3 separate regions of the Mus musculus genome follow, and all the other regions are linked to region 1. A link is a contact called in public HiChIP or PLAC-seq data. All regions are on one chromosome and are shown on one strand. The core of a region is the stretch at or near the end of the contact, and the rest is flanking DNA. Distances in the headings are between cores, read along the strand shown. Region 1 has its middle 15 kb from the start of 4930413G21Rik. Region 2 holds the start of Plk1 (polo like kinase 1). Region 3 overlaps Prkcb (protein kinase C, beta).

Region 1 (3,869 bases), core at 685-3,184:
CCTCTCTCTGCTGTGTAGTCTTTTAGGTGCCTCTGGCTGAACTCTCCCTCGTGTCTACAATAACAACCTCTCCTCAGCCATCCTGTGGATTAGTCATGTCCTCATTTCCAGTCACATGAGTGTACAAAGGACACAGATTGGTGTTGGGTGTCTTACTCTCCACTTTACTTTTTACGATAGGATGTCTCAGTAAACCTGGGCACTGGGCATAGCTTACTTAGCTACACAGGTTGGCCAATACGCTCCAGGGATCACACACACACACACACACACATACACAAAGGGATTATAGGCATGTGCCTAGATTTTATCATACATGGGTGCTAGGATCAAAGTCAGACCTCATACTTTATTGACTGAGCCATCTCTCCAATCTGTCATCTTTTAAAAAACATCATTGTTTTTGGACATTATTTTGCTATCATTTTTATACATTATAAAGTATGTCATCTTAACCATTTAAACTGTAGAGTTCCCAGCACTCAGGTGACAGGGGCAGACATATTTCTGCGAGTTCCAGGCTAGCCTGGTCTACATAACTAATTCCAGGTCAACCTGGCTTATACACTGAGACACCGAGTCTCTCTCTCTCTCTCTCTCTTTCTCTCTCTCTCTCTCTCTCTCTCACACACACACACACACACAAAATGTTGTATAATAAATAACTAGAAAATTTTCATTTTGCAAAATGAAATTGAACCCCATTTCTTTATTTCTCCCTTCCTAGGGAAAGGAAAATCTTTCTACCCCGAGACAGGATAGGAAAAGGAAAAGAAGACATGAAAGGGAAAGATGCTCCTGAACTTAGGATGGAGCCTCTCCAGCGTTCCTGCAGGCAGAGAGTCCAGAAGGTTTGGCATGGCCGATAAAGTCAAGATGGCCTATAGAGACAGCAGTGGGCCTCCCTCCTAAAGACAACACAAACAAGGCCTGTAAAACAGCCTGTGCTGACTCAGGGCCAGGGTGTTGGTGGCCTTGAGTTTAACTGTATAAGCACCTTCCTCCACCCCTAAGTCTAAAAAGTGGTCTTCATTAAACCACCTTCGATTTCGTTTTCCAGAGGAAACCCTTTAAGATAACGAAACTAGCCAGGGTGTAGTTTTCTTTTCTCTTTCTTTCTTCCCTTTCTTTCTTTCTTTCTTTCTTTCTTTCTTTCTTTCTTTCTTTCTTCCTTCCTTCCTTCCTTCCTTCCTTTCCTTTTGTTAATCTTTAAACCTTGTTATAAATTACACCTTCAGATAAAGCTACACAGAAAGCCGCAGACTCAGATATGTAGTCATTGCAAAGCCACTTCATGTGGCTTTGGGGGAGGGGGTTCGAGACAGGGTTTCTCTGTGTAGTCCTGGCTGTCCTGGAACTCACTCTGTAGACCAGGCTGGCCTCGAACTCAGAAATCCACCTGTCTCTGCCTCCCAAGTGCTGGGATCAAAGGCATGCGCCACCACCACCGGGCCAGTGGCTTTTTCTCCTTAAGAAAATTTAACAGCCTGAGCTTGATTTCCCAGAACCCACAAAAGCTGTCCTCTATCCTACACACTCACCCATACTTGAGAGTGCGCGTGCTCGCAAGCACACACACACACATGCACATACACACAAAATAAAATGTTTTAAAAATTACAAATAAACAATAGATGGCCAAGTTTCACTGTGAAGGGATGCCCTGTGCCTTATCTCTACTTAACAGACTTAGAAACTTAGTCTGACTCTGGCTCGTCCTGGATTCTTTTCTGCAGTGTAGTCAAGGATCCAAGTTTACTTGAGTGAAGGTCCCTATGGAGAAAGAACTCCTCGGGCTGTTGGCAGCTGTAGCAGGCTGCATCTTCCTGTCACCGCTGACAACTCCAGCCCTTGGGAACTGCCACACTAGTCTGTTTCTAAGAAGAGACTATTTAATCATAGTTTACAGATCAAAAGAGTCAGAGTCCACAGCAGCTTTTGTAACTGTACACACTAGAGCTGCCAAGATCAAGCCAGACAATATCCCAGCAGAGAGGGGAGAGGGACTCTAGAAGTCCCGCCCCAGCTGAGGTGCTATTGGTTGCTACTGGGGAAGAGTCAGTTTTCTTCAGGAAGTGACTCACCCCACTGTCTAGTAGATTGTCCTACATCATTGCATATACAGGGAGCTCTAGATGGACTTAATGGGGTTAAAAAAAAAAAAAAAGAGCATATGAAGTTGGGAAGGAGAAGTAGGCCAGGGGAGGGATAAGGGGGAAGCGAACAGGGATGGATTTGATCAGAATACATTATGTGAACTATCTATGAAATTCTCAAACAATAAAAATTATCATAAAACAAACCAGGACCCACAATATAAGTTGTGGAACAAAATAAAAATGTTAAATTCTGTGTTGGGCTGGAGAGAAGGCCCAGTGGCTAAGAGGACATACCGCTGTTGCAGAGGACCAGAGTTCAGTTCCCAGCCACCCATCCCCAGCAGCTCACAACCATCTGTAACTCAGTTCCAGGGCGTCTGGGGCCTCTGGCCTTCCTGGGCACTTACACATCTGTGTACTCACAGGCAATTAAAAGTCTGGGTTCAGAAGATACAGAGAATATCAGGCTGTAAACAGCAGAGACTCAAGCCACACTCATGGCCCTTCTGACCACAGTCACACAGAAGTCATGAGGCAAGGCGATGGAAGCCTAAGGCCACTGAAGAAGATAAGTGACCTTCCTGAGGTCACACAGCAACTTGGAGCTAAGATCCAATCTTATAAAGCTCTGTGACTCTGGGGTGGGGAATGTGTCCCAGCTGGTAGTATCCTCCAGGGTTTGATCTTGAATTTCTGATCCCCACGAACAACTATGAGTCTGTAGCTTGGATCCTCAGAATCAACATAAATGCCAGACTCTATACTCACCCATAATCTGAGGCTCAGCACATGCAGACAAGGGCTGCTGGAGCAAGCCAGTTAGGAAGACAAGCCATATCTTCCAGCTCTGGGTTTGATTGAGAGAGTCTGTCTTAATGACTAAGGTAAGAGAACTATATTCAGAGTGATTCCTGACCTCAACCCCTGGCCTCCACAAACATACAAACCCATCCGTGACACACCCGCATGTGCCCGAGTACATGCAAACATGCATATGTGTATGTACACCACACACATATAAAGGAAAAATAGAAAAACAGTCTATAAAAGTAATGGGCGTTCCTCTGTTCTGCAAGTTGCTGTTGGATACTCCCAGGGTGAGTGTCCTGCATCACTAAAGTAGACCACTTACTTGTAATCAGTCTCAGCTCTTCTCTCTATAGAAGCAGAGAAGGAAAATCTTTATTATTTAAAACAAGAAACATATTTTGGGTTTGGAGAAATGGCTCCACAGTTAAGAGCACATGCCGCTCTTGCAGAGGTCCCAGGTTGGATGCCCAGCACCCACACGGCATCTCACAACTGCCTGTAACTCCAGCTCCAGAGACTCTGAGGTCCTCTTCAGAGACACACTGCACACACAGAGAGAAAAAGAGAATTCCAAAAATCACATTTTTAAAATATAAGTAAAAATGAATTTTATTCATGGTTAAAGAGCCAAGCTTGGTGACAAATGCCTGCCATCCCAGTACTTGAGAGGTAAAGAAGGGTCTCCAGGCTAAAATGCATGATACATGATACTCTGCCAAAAAAAAAAAAAAAAAAAAAAAAAGCCTAACTAAATTACTTAAAATGAGTCTAGGCTAAACTAAATAGACTAATCTAATCTTATGTAGATATAAGAAGCAAGCCTAATTCTTACTCCTTTGGAAAAAACTACATTATTTTATTTGTCTTAATGCTTATGAGAGTTTTCATTGGCAGTGGAGGAAGGAAAGAATATGAGGTCATATAAATGGCTAAGTCATGTTTCTGATGTCACTGATGTGG
Region 2 (3,869 bases), core at 687-3,186, 800 kb before region 1:
CTAGGTCACCACCAGGTCTGCCAGCTCGGCTCTCACAGTGTCCTAGTAGGATGCCTGCCATAGGCTGGATTCTAACTTAACCTTTTTACAGAACCAAAGATCTCCTGCATGCCAGCTGATTGCTCTACAACTGAACAGTATCATCTTTTAAGTTGTGTGTGTGTGTTCATGTTTGTGCCTGTGAGCACAGGCAATCACATAGAGATCAGAGGACCTCCTTAGAGACAGGCCCTCTCTCTCATTCCACCTTGTTTGAGGCAGTGTCTATCAGTTGGATAATATGAGCTATCAGCAAACATATGAACCCAGAAGCTGCAGTAGCACAGAGCATAAAAAGGCTGTTGCCACATGGCTGGATGACGTGAGTGTAGTCCCTGAGACCCATATACCTAACCTGCATGGTAGAAGGAGAAAACTGACTCTCCTGCAAAACTGACTCTCCTGCATGTTCTCTGACACGCAGAAGCGTGTGCGCATGTGTGTGCGCGTCTAGCCTAGAATTCAGAGGCCTGCCTGCCTGTTTTCCCCAGCACTGGGATTGAGGGTGCATGCCCACTCCTGGCAAGCTTAAGTTTTTGGAGACAAAGCTCTGCCTTATTCAGAAAGTACAATCGTTACCCAGAGACTGGGAAAGACAGCAGCACTGCCATTTTTTGCTCAATCCAGCAATTGGATCTTGCTAAGACCCTCCTGGGGGAACTAGAGCAACAACAGCTTCTAACGGAAGGTATCACTTAAGTGCCCAGATAGGCAGGGGGGCAAAGAGGGTGTCTGGGAACAGTGACCAGAGCTGGCCGTTTTTTTCTATGAAAAGCCACACGCCTGCTCTGTGTGGCCACTCTTTTTACATGTTGTAAATCCATTTTTTTTTTTTTTTCGAGACAGGGTTTCTCTGTATAGCTCTGGCTGTCCTGGAACTCACTTTGTAGACCAGGCTGGCCTTGAACTCAGAAATCCGCCTGCCTCCCCAGTGCTGGGATTAAAGGTGTGTGCCATTACGCCCCGGCTCATTTTTTTTTTTTCCTAAGTGAAGGCTGAACGGACACTTCGGCAGGGCAGACTTGGCCTTGGTATACCGGCATGCTAGCACTCTTCTAACCAGCTACCCCCCCACCTCTGACTAAAAAATTAATTTTTTCTATTTGGGGCTCTGGGCCACACAACTTGGAACAACCCAGGTAACCTTGCATCGCGGGGCAGACGTCCGGTGTTTCTTACATATCACAGGGCATAGGAATCATCTGAAGGTCTTGTTTGACCGGCAGGTCATGCCTGGGAAGTTTCTTTCCTTTGGGGTTAGTGGAGCGGTAGCTGAGGCTGATCTCGGCTAACTTGTAATCCTGAACCCACGCCCCTCCTTTGCCTTCTTAGGGAATTCCAGGTGCTGCAGATGCTGCTGGCCTCCTGCGTTGTTCAAGAGAAGGGTTGAGTTACTTCTCAGGGGCTGGGAGCCCCTAGTGCCACAGAGGAGATCGGTCCGTTGCGCCGTGAAGGTGCATCTGCCTGCTGAGCTTGCTCAGTTTTGGGTTTATTTAGGCTAGCCGGGGAGAGGGCTGTCCACCGCGGAGGCGGTGCACTCTCAAGCTACCGGTTGGCCTGGAGTTTCAGTTCTAGAAGGCCGGGTCCGGTGGAGGAAGGTGTTAGATCTTAACAGTTAGGAGAAGCCCCTGGAGGAGGCGCAGGTGAACCACATGAGCACGCCCCAGCCGAGGAGCAGAAAGCAGGACAGAATCCTGTTCTTCTAGGGATCTTCACGTAGTTGCTTCGTTCCTGGTTTCCCAGGCAATCCTGAGCAAACGCAGTCCTCCAGTCCCTGCCCATTAAAAATTTCGCCGGCAAGATCGGAGTTTAAAGGCGGCTGCGCCGTAGAGCACTCCCATGGTGCCGCGCGCTGGGCGGGTTTGTATTTTAAATCCCCGCGGCCAATCAGCAACGCGCAGGCCCTTGTAACGTTCCCAGCGCCGCGTTTGAATTCGGGGAGGAGCGGAGCAGAGCAGGACCCTCTGCACCGACTCAGCCAGGTTCGTGGAGCAACTTCGGCATCATGAATGCAGCGGCCAAAGCTGGAAAGCTGGCTCGAGCACCAGCCGACCTCGGGAAAGGTGGGGTTCCGGGAGATGCAGTTCCCGGTGCCCCAGTGGCCGCCCCGCTGGCGAAAGAAATTCCGGAGGTCCTAGTGGACCCACGCAGCCGGCGGCAGTATGTACGGGGGCGCTTTCTGGGTAAAGGAGGCTTCGCCAAATGCTTCGAGATCTCAGACGCAGACACAAAAGAGGTGTTCGCAGGCAAGATCGTGCCTAAGTCTTTGCTGCTCAAGCCCCACCAGAAGGAGAAGATGTCTATGGAGATCTCAATTCACCGCAGCCTAGCACACCAACACGTCGTAGGCTTCCATGACTTTTTTGAGGACAGCGACTTTGTATTTGTAGTTTTGGAGCTCTGTCGCAGGAGGGTGAGTGTTTCAGTCGCAGTGCTGGGGCTCCCACACCTGGAACTTGCTGACAAAGGGGCACCGAGGTTTTGGAGTGACCTAGAGGAGTGGTTGGGTTTCAAACTTTTATGGAAAGGCTTCTAGCGAGGGTACTTGGCACTCCGAACTGCTGAGGCCGGGGTTCTGGGGAAACCGAGACCAGATCCTGTTGCTATTAGGGATGGAGCTCCCAGACGCAAGGCAGCGAGTCGGTACAGGAAATGGATTCATAAAGTGGCTAAGGAAGGGTCCCAGGCTTGGTGTGCCACGCACCTCTAACTTCCGGAGTGGGGCAGGGTCGGGGGAGGGGGCGGCTGTTTGGAGTCAGATTTTAGAGCTTTCAGGAAAGGGAGGGAATCTCCTGCCAGGAGGAAGCCCTGGGTAGGGGAGTCGAGAGTGGGGTTGAGAGAAGACTCAGGAGAGGGTCTGGTGAATGATAGTGACCAACCAGTGTATGGGTAGAACTATCAGAAACCTGCTAAGACTCTCCACTCCGAGCGTCTAGTCCTAGCCACATCCAGCTAGCCACTCTTCTTGGACTTCAGTGACCTCTTTCTCCCTCCTCAGTCCCTCCTGGAGCTGCACAAGAGGAGGAAGGCACTGACCGAGCCTGAGGCCCGCTACTACCTGCGACAGATAGTCCTGGGCTGCCAGTACCTGCACCGCAATCAGGTCATTCACAGGGACCTCAAGCTGGGCAACCTCTTCCTGAACGAGGATCTGGAGGTGAAAATAGGTGAGGTGCTGGGCCTTCGGGTGTCTGGTGTCAGGGCAGGAGGGGACAAGGAGGGGAAGGTGAGGAAATAGAGATGCTGCCCTCTAGTTAGGAAGTGGAAAGTGTGTGTGTGTGTGTGTGTGTGTGTGTGTGTGTTTGTGTGTGTGTGACACTTTCCTTGCCTTTTTTTTAGATGCATTGGTGTTTATGCCTCAACTCAGTAGTTTTGAACTTGGGGCCCCTCCCCCAAATGCTTCTCTATAACCTAGCACTGAGCCAGACCCTCAGCCAATTTCAGGTCTGGACTTACGCTGTAGAGTATGGCAGGCAGCATCTCCTCAGGTGTCTCTTTACTAAGCTGAAAAACCTGCCCCCTTGAGTCTGATTGGCCAGTCCCTAGATCCCTGTCACTTCTCCACACACTTGCCCAGCAGCAGTCACGAAGATCATCTACTTGATTCCCCAGTGCATCTAATTCTGCTATCCTGTGCATTTTAAATTTCATTTACTTATGAATGGAGACAGGCTAACTTCAAGGAGTCAGTTCTTTCTTTCCACTGTGTGGGTCCCAGGATCGACGTAGATCATGTTATCAGTCTTGGCAGCAAGCCCCTTTACCTCCTGAGCCACCTTAACCACCGTAACCCTGCTATCTAAAGAGGTGTGTGGGAGGCTGGCTAGGGC
Region 3 (3,869 bases), core at 691-3,190, 550 kb before region 1:
GTCAGGGGTTGCTCTGTAATATTTCAGTAGTGTAACATTTTCAGGTTAAACACATCAGTTCCTTTAATGTTTATTGTTTTAAATGTTGGCGTATCAGAAATCCTCTTGCCTTTTCCTAGAGTTCAGTACACACTCTCATCATCCGCAGGCACTCATAGGGAAACACAGAATACTAAAACAAGGGTGTTCTACCTAGGTGTGTCTACAGCTAGGAGTCAGAAATGGCGTTTGTATAAGGCAGTGGTTCTCAACCTGTGTGCCAAGGCCCCTTTGGGGTCCCATATCAGATATTCTGCATATCAGATGTTTATATTATGAGTCATAACAACAGCAAAATTACATTTATGAAGTAACAACAATGATTTTATGGTTAGGGGCCACTACAACAGGAACTGTTTAAAATAGCATTAGGAGGGTTGAGAACCACTACACTAAACATTTAAGGAATTTGGTCAGTTTCTCTCAGAGACTAGGGCAGCATCCTAACCATCAGTGGCTCTTGGGAAAATCTGGGGTTGGTGAGCTCAGATAACCAAGATGCTCTGTACTGTCAGACAGGCTCTCTTGGAGCTGGGGGACCTTGCAGACAGAGAGTCCTTCTTCATATGTCAATGTAACTTTCTTTGGAGGTGCCTGAGCTTGGATGACAACTTTATCACCTGTGTTTTTCCAAAGCCTTCCACTCTGTCACTTGCCTGGTGGATATGGGCATGGCGCCCATGTCTCCCTTCCCTCCGTGGCACTCATGTCTCTGTTCTCTCCGTGGCACTTGTGTTTCCTCCTACCCTCCGCAGGCTTTGTTTCTCTGCTGCTTTGCTCTTGGGCAAGAAGCTTTAGCTGTGGTAACACTGTCTCTGCTAGAGTGATTTGGGTCCAAGTAGGTCAGCCAAGCCTGAGCTCTCTCTCCCTCTCCTCTTTGCCCTCTGTCTCCACCCCCCCTAAACTACAGCCTGAGGTTTGAGTGGGTGGGGACTATCTAACAATCCATTTGTTATACAAGATGACAAGGGCTACCAGGTGTCTTCAGCCATCAATCTATTAACCTAGAGGCTGACCTCAGTTCTTTTGAAAAACAGTGAACATGGTATTCCATCTCTGATCCCAGACTCAGTTTCTTCCAGGTTCTGAGCCCTTGATTGGAAGAGCCTTCGGGGCTTTGCTCTTCCCTTCTCTACCACTTTTATTTATCATGGCTATGGGCCTTGACTGCCTGGGTATGAACCTACCTCTTGCTATCATAGCAAGACACAATCATAGACACACCCTTTCCCCGTGCCTACTTTTCCTCTTCTGTGTAATAAATGTCATATAGAACTTATCACACAGACATGATGAGGATTAAAGGTGTCAATATACAGAAGATTCTTAGAGCAATATCACACCTACCACCTGCTCCATGATTATTATTATATTATCATTACAATGTTATTCTAATCTAAGATCTCTCTGCTTCTGAGAAATGGGGTCTTGTCTTGCCTGCCTTTAAATCTCTCACTGTCAAGTTGGGGGAAAGGGGTGGTTCAAACCCAAACATCCGAGAGAACCTGGCAAGGAACTGAGTAGATGGACCTCGGGAGACACTGCTGGGGAGGGTACACTCATTTGTTCATGTATTCATTCATCACACATTCATTCACTGAGAACCTACTGAGTGCTGTTCTGCAGATGGAAAGGCAGGAGTGAAGAAGGCGAACATTTCCTGCCCTCTAGGCCTCACTTCTTGATAGTCTCAGCTCTAACTGCTGTTACCAGGTGAGAATATGGGGGCCCTTGTTGACAAAACTTCTCGTTCTTTTAAAGGAAGCCAGAAACCTGGGTTTTTACAAACTACAGACTCCCACCTTAAGCTGGCAAGGCTTTTGTGTTGTTTTAAAGCCCAGCGTGAGCTGAGCCCAAGATCCAATTGGCAGCCCCTGCTGTAAGGCCTCCCCCCCAACGGCTCAGCTCGGCTCTGGGAGGAGGGCTGGCTGCCCTGCCAGCAAGGGCAGGCGGTCTGCTTCAAGGTCATTGGTGTGGAGAGAGCCTCCTCCCACTCCCGCTTGGAGCTTCTTGTGGCTTTTTCTGCCCACAGAGCAGATGCTGCTGCGCTGCCAGGACTAACGGGTGTTTGAATTCGAACATTCCCTCTCGTCCTTCCTTTCTTCCGTGGCAGCCTTGGCTGGGTTCCCGGCCCCCAGAAGGCAGATTTAGAGAGAAGAGGAGTAGCTTCCGCACAGACAGGGGGAAGGGGGAGGGGGCCTTAGGGTTAGTGGTGGCCAAGTGGGGAAGGGGAAGCGGCCTTTGAAGTTGGCGAATTAATTATCCTTTGCTCGACTCTTACCGAGGTGGGGAGCAGTTTAAAAGCCTGTGTGGGAAAAAACGTGATGTGAGAAATGGAGTTTAGGATGCTAAACGGGAATGCTTTTTAACTGCATGCTTTGGGTTTTGGGAAGTGAGGGGTGAGCAGAGCTTTGGGTTCAGCTACAGTTTACAGGATGCTTGCTTTGGAACACGCTGACCTGAGGCACGTGTTCTCTGGATCACCCTGACTCCCAGCTCTCCACTCTCAGGGCTCATTTCTGCTTAAGACCTTTGTCCTGCCTAGAGGACTCTGGGTTGTAGTGTCTCACCCACCTGTTTGTGACAGTGGACAGGACTTCCTGCTCTGGCGACCATGACTGTTGTGATCCTATAGGAAACAAAACCCTTTTGTGAGGCTGCAAGGAAGAAAGTTTAAGGATGACAAAGGCTTGTGCAAGCTTTGGATTGCAAGTTAATATTGCAGCTTCTGGGAATTTTCAGGCCCACCTCTGTGGAGGAAGAAACAGGTGCCCATGTAGCCAAAACTGAGGAAGAGGGTACAGCCAGCAGGACTGTGGTCTTGAGCGCTCCACAGCTTCCTCTTGGCAGCTTCAGGGGGAAGAAGAAGAAGAAGAAGAAGAGGAGGAGGAGGAGGAAGAGGAGGAGGAGGAGGAGGAGGAGGAGGAGGAGGAGAAAGAGAAAGAGAAAGAGGAGGAGAAGGAAAAGAAGAGGAGGAGGAGGAAGAGGAAGAGGAAAAAGGAAAAGAAGGAGGAGGAGGAGGAGAAAAGAAGAAATAATAATAATAATAATAATAATAATAATAATAATGTGTGTCTGGCTTTCTGCTCCTCAGCTGTTGGTGGCACCCACTGGTTTAAGAACAAATGAGAACCTGAAAGGCAGGAAGCAGCACTGTTGAGGAGGCCAACTTCCTGGAGTTTTGATTACAACAGTCAGGTAGTGAATGGAAGAAAACATGAGGCGCTAACAGCATTTGACCTTTAGTCTCCTGACCTTTAAAGGGGAGAGTGACACAGCTGACCGTTCTAAAACATGACCAACCAGATGGATAATGCGCACATGTGGGCAAGCTTGGAAGGTTCAGTAGTTGCTCAATTAATGCCGTCTCAGTGTGGGGTCTCAGACCATTCCTAGTCAGAACAGGACCAGAGAGAAGCCTCTGTACCTATCCCCCTGCCCTCGCCCCCAGCCCCCGCAGTTAGAGCACCAGCAGCCTGTCCCCTCCTTCCCCTGCAGTGGGAGGCTTGGGGCCAGTACTCCCTGCATGGAGCGTGCAAGGGATTCTGGAACCAGATAGCTTGGATTTCAACCCTACCACTTACTGTCACGTTAGTTTATTTCTCATGCTCATCTTCTCATTCTTACCAACTAAGGCTGTGAGGATTAAAATGAGTTGTCTAGGCAAAGAACATAGAACAGTGTGAGGCAGATAGCAGATGTCAATAGACACCATGAGTTGTTGCTGTCTCATTATTACTGTCACCATCACTGTCATTTCCACCATCACCATCATTCTCACCACAACCACCCCTGCCCAGCTCCAAGCATAGCTGACCTATTGTCAACAG

Evidence for each region. HiChIP or PLAC-seq counts read pairs in DNA pulled down with a chosen protein or histone mark.
Region 2: a contact with region 1 is called in an H3K4me3 HiChIP or PLAC-seq map of pro-B cells, with 6 times the contacts expected there. The contact joins the promoter of Plk1 here to the enhancer-like site in region 1. A contact is called at or near these places in 10 of 39 promoter capture datasets (the C10 cell line, the HPC-7 cell line, cranial neural crest and 6 more), 1 of 484 Hi-C or Micro-C datasets (embryonic stem cells), 15 of 115 datasets of contacts at active chromatin or transcription factors (the SCID.adh cell line, T-cell acute lymphoblastic leukemia, bone marrow-derived macrophages and 10 more) and 2 of 9 other capture datasets (adipose tissue and liver).
Region 3: an H3K27ac HiChIP or PLAC-seq map of stem cell-derived neural progenitor cells shows a contact between it and region 1, with 3 times the contacts expected there. The contact joins two enhancer-like sites. A contact is called at or near these places in 4 of 115 datasets of contacts at active chromatin or transcription factors (bone marrow-derived macrophages, large pre-B cells, memory CD8 T cells and 1 more) and 2 of 9 other capture datasets (adipose tissue and embryonic stem cells).

Annotation. Positions count from the first base shown.
Region 1 is chr7:122,953,722-122,957,590 of GRCm38.p6, forward strand. No RefSeq gene overlaps it. Among named protein-coding and RNA genes, the nearest start is that of 4930413G21Rik, 15 kb to the right of the region's middle. Within about 2 kb of position 1,935, at least 129 of the 459 cell types and tissues checked have an H3K27ac peak or open chromatin away from gene starts, as enhancers often do. A contact at or near this core is called in the HPC-7 cell line, adipose tissue, bone marrow-derived macrophages and 5 more, where this site is marked.
Region 2 is chr7:122,157,499-122,161,367 of GRCm38.p6, forward strand. It overlaps Plk1 (polo like kinase 1), which reads left to right and starts at 1,937. Exons shown (of 10, transcript NM_011121.4): 1 at 1,937-2,452; 2 at 3,038-3,206. The coding sequence starts at 2,045.
Region 3 is chr7:122,402,706-122,406,574 of GRCm38.p6, forward strand. All of the region lies in intron 2 of Prkcb (protein kinase C, beta), which reads left to right. Among named protein-coding and RNA genes, the nearest start is that of Gm51497, 110 kb to the left of the region's middle. Within about 2 kb of position 1,941, at least 191 of the 459 cell types and tissues checked have an H3K27ac peak or open chromatin away from gene starts, as enhancers often do. A contact at or near this core is called in adipose tissue, bone marrow-derived macrophages and stem cell-derived neural progenitor cells, where this site is marked.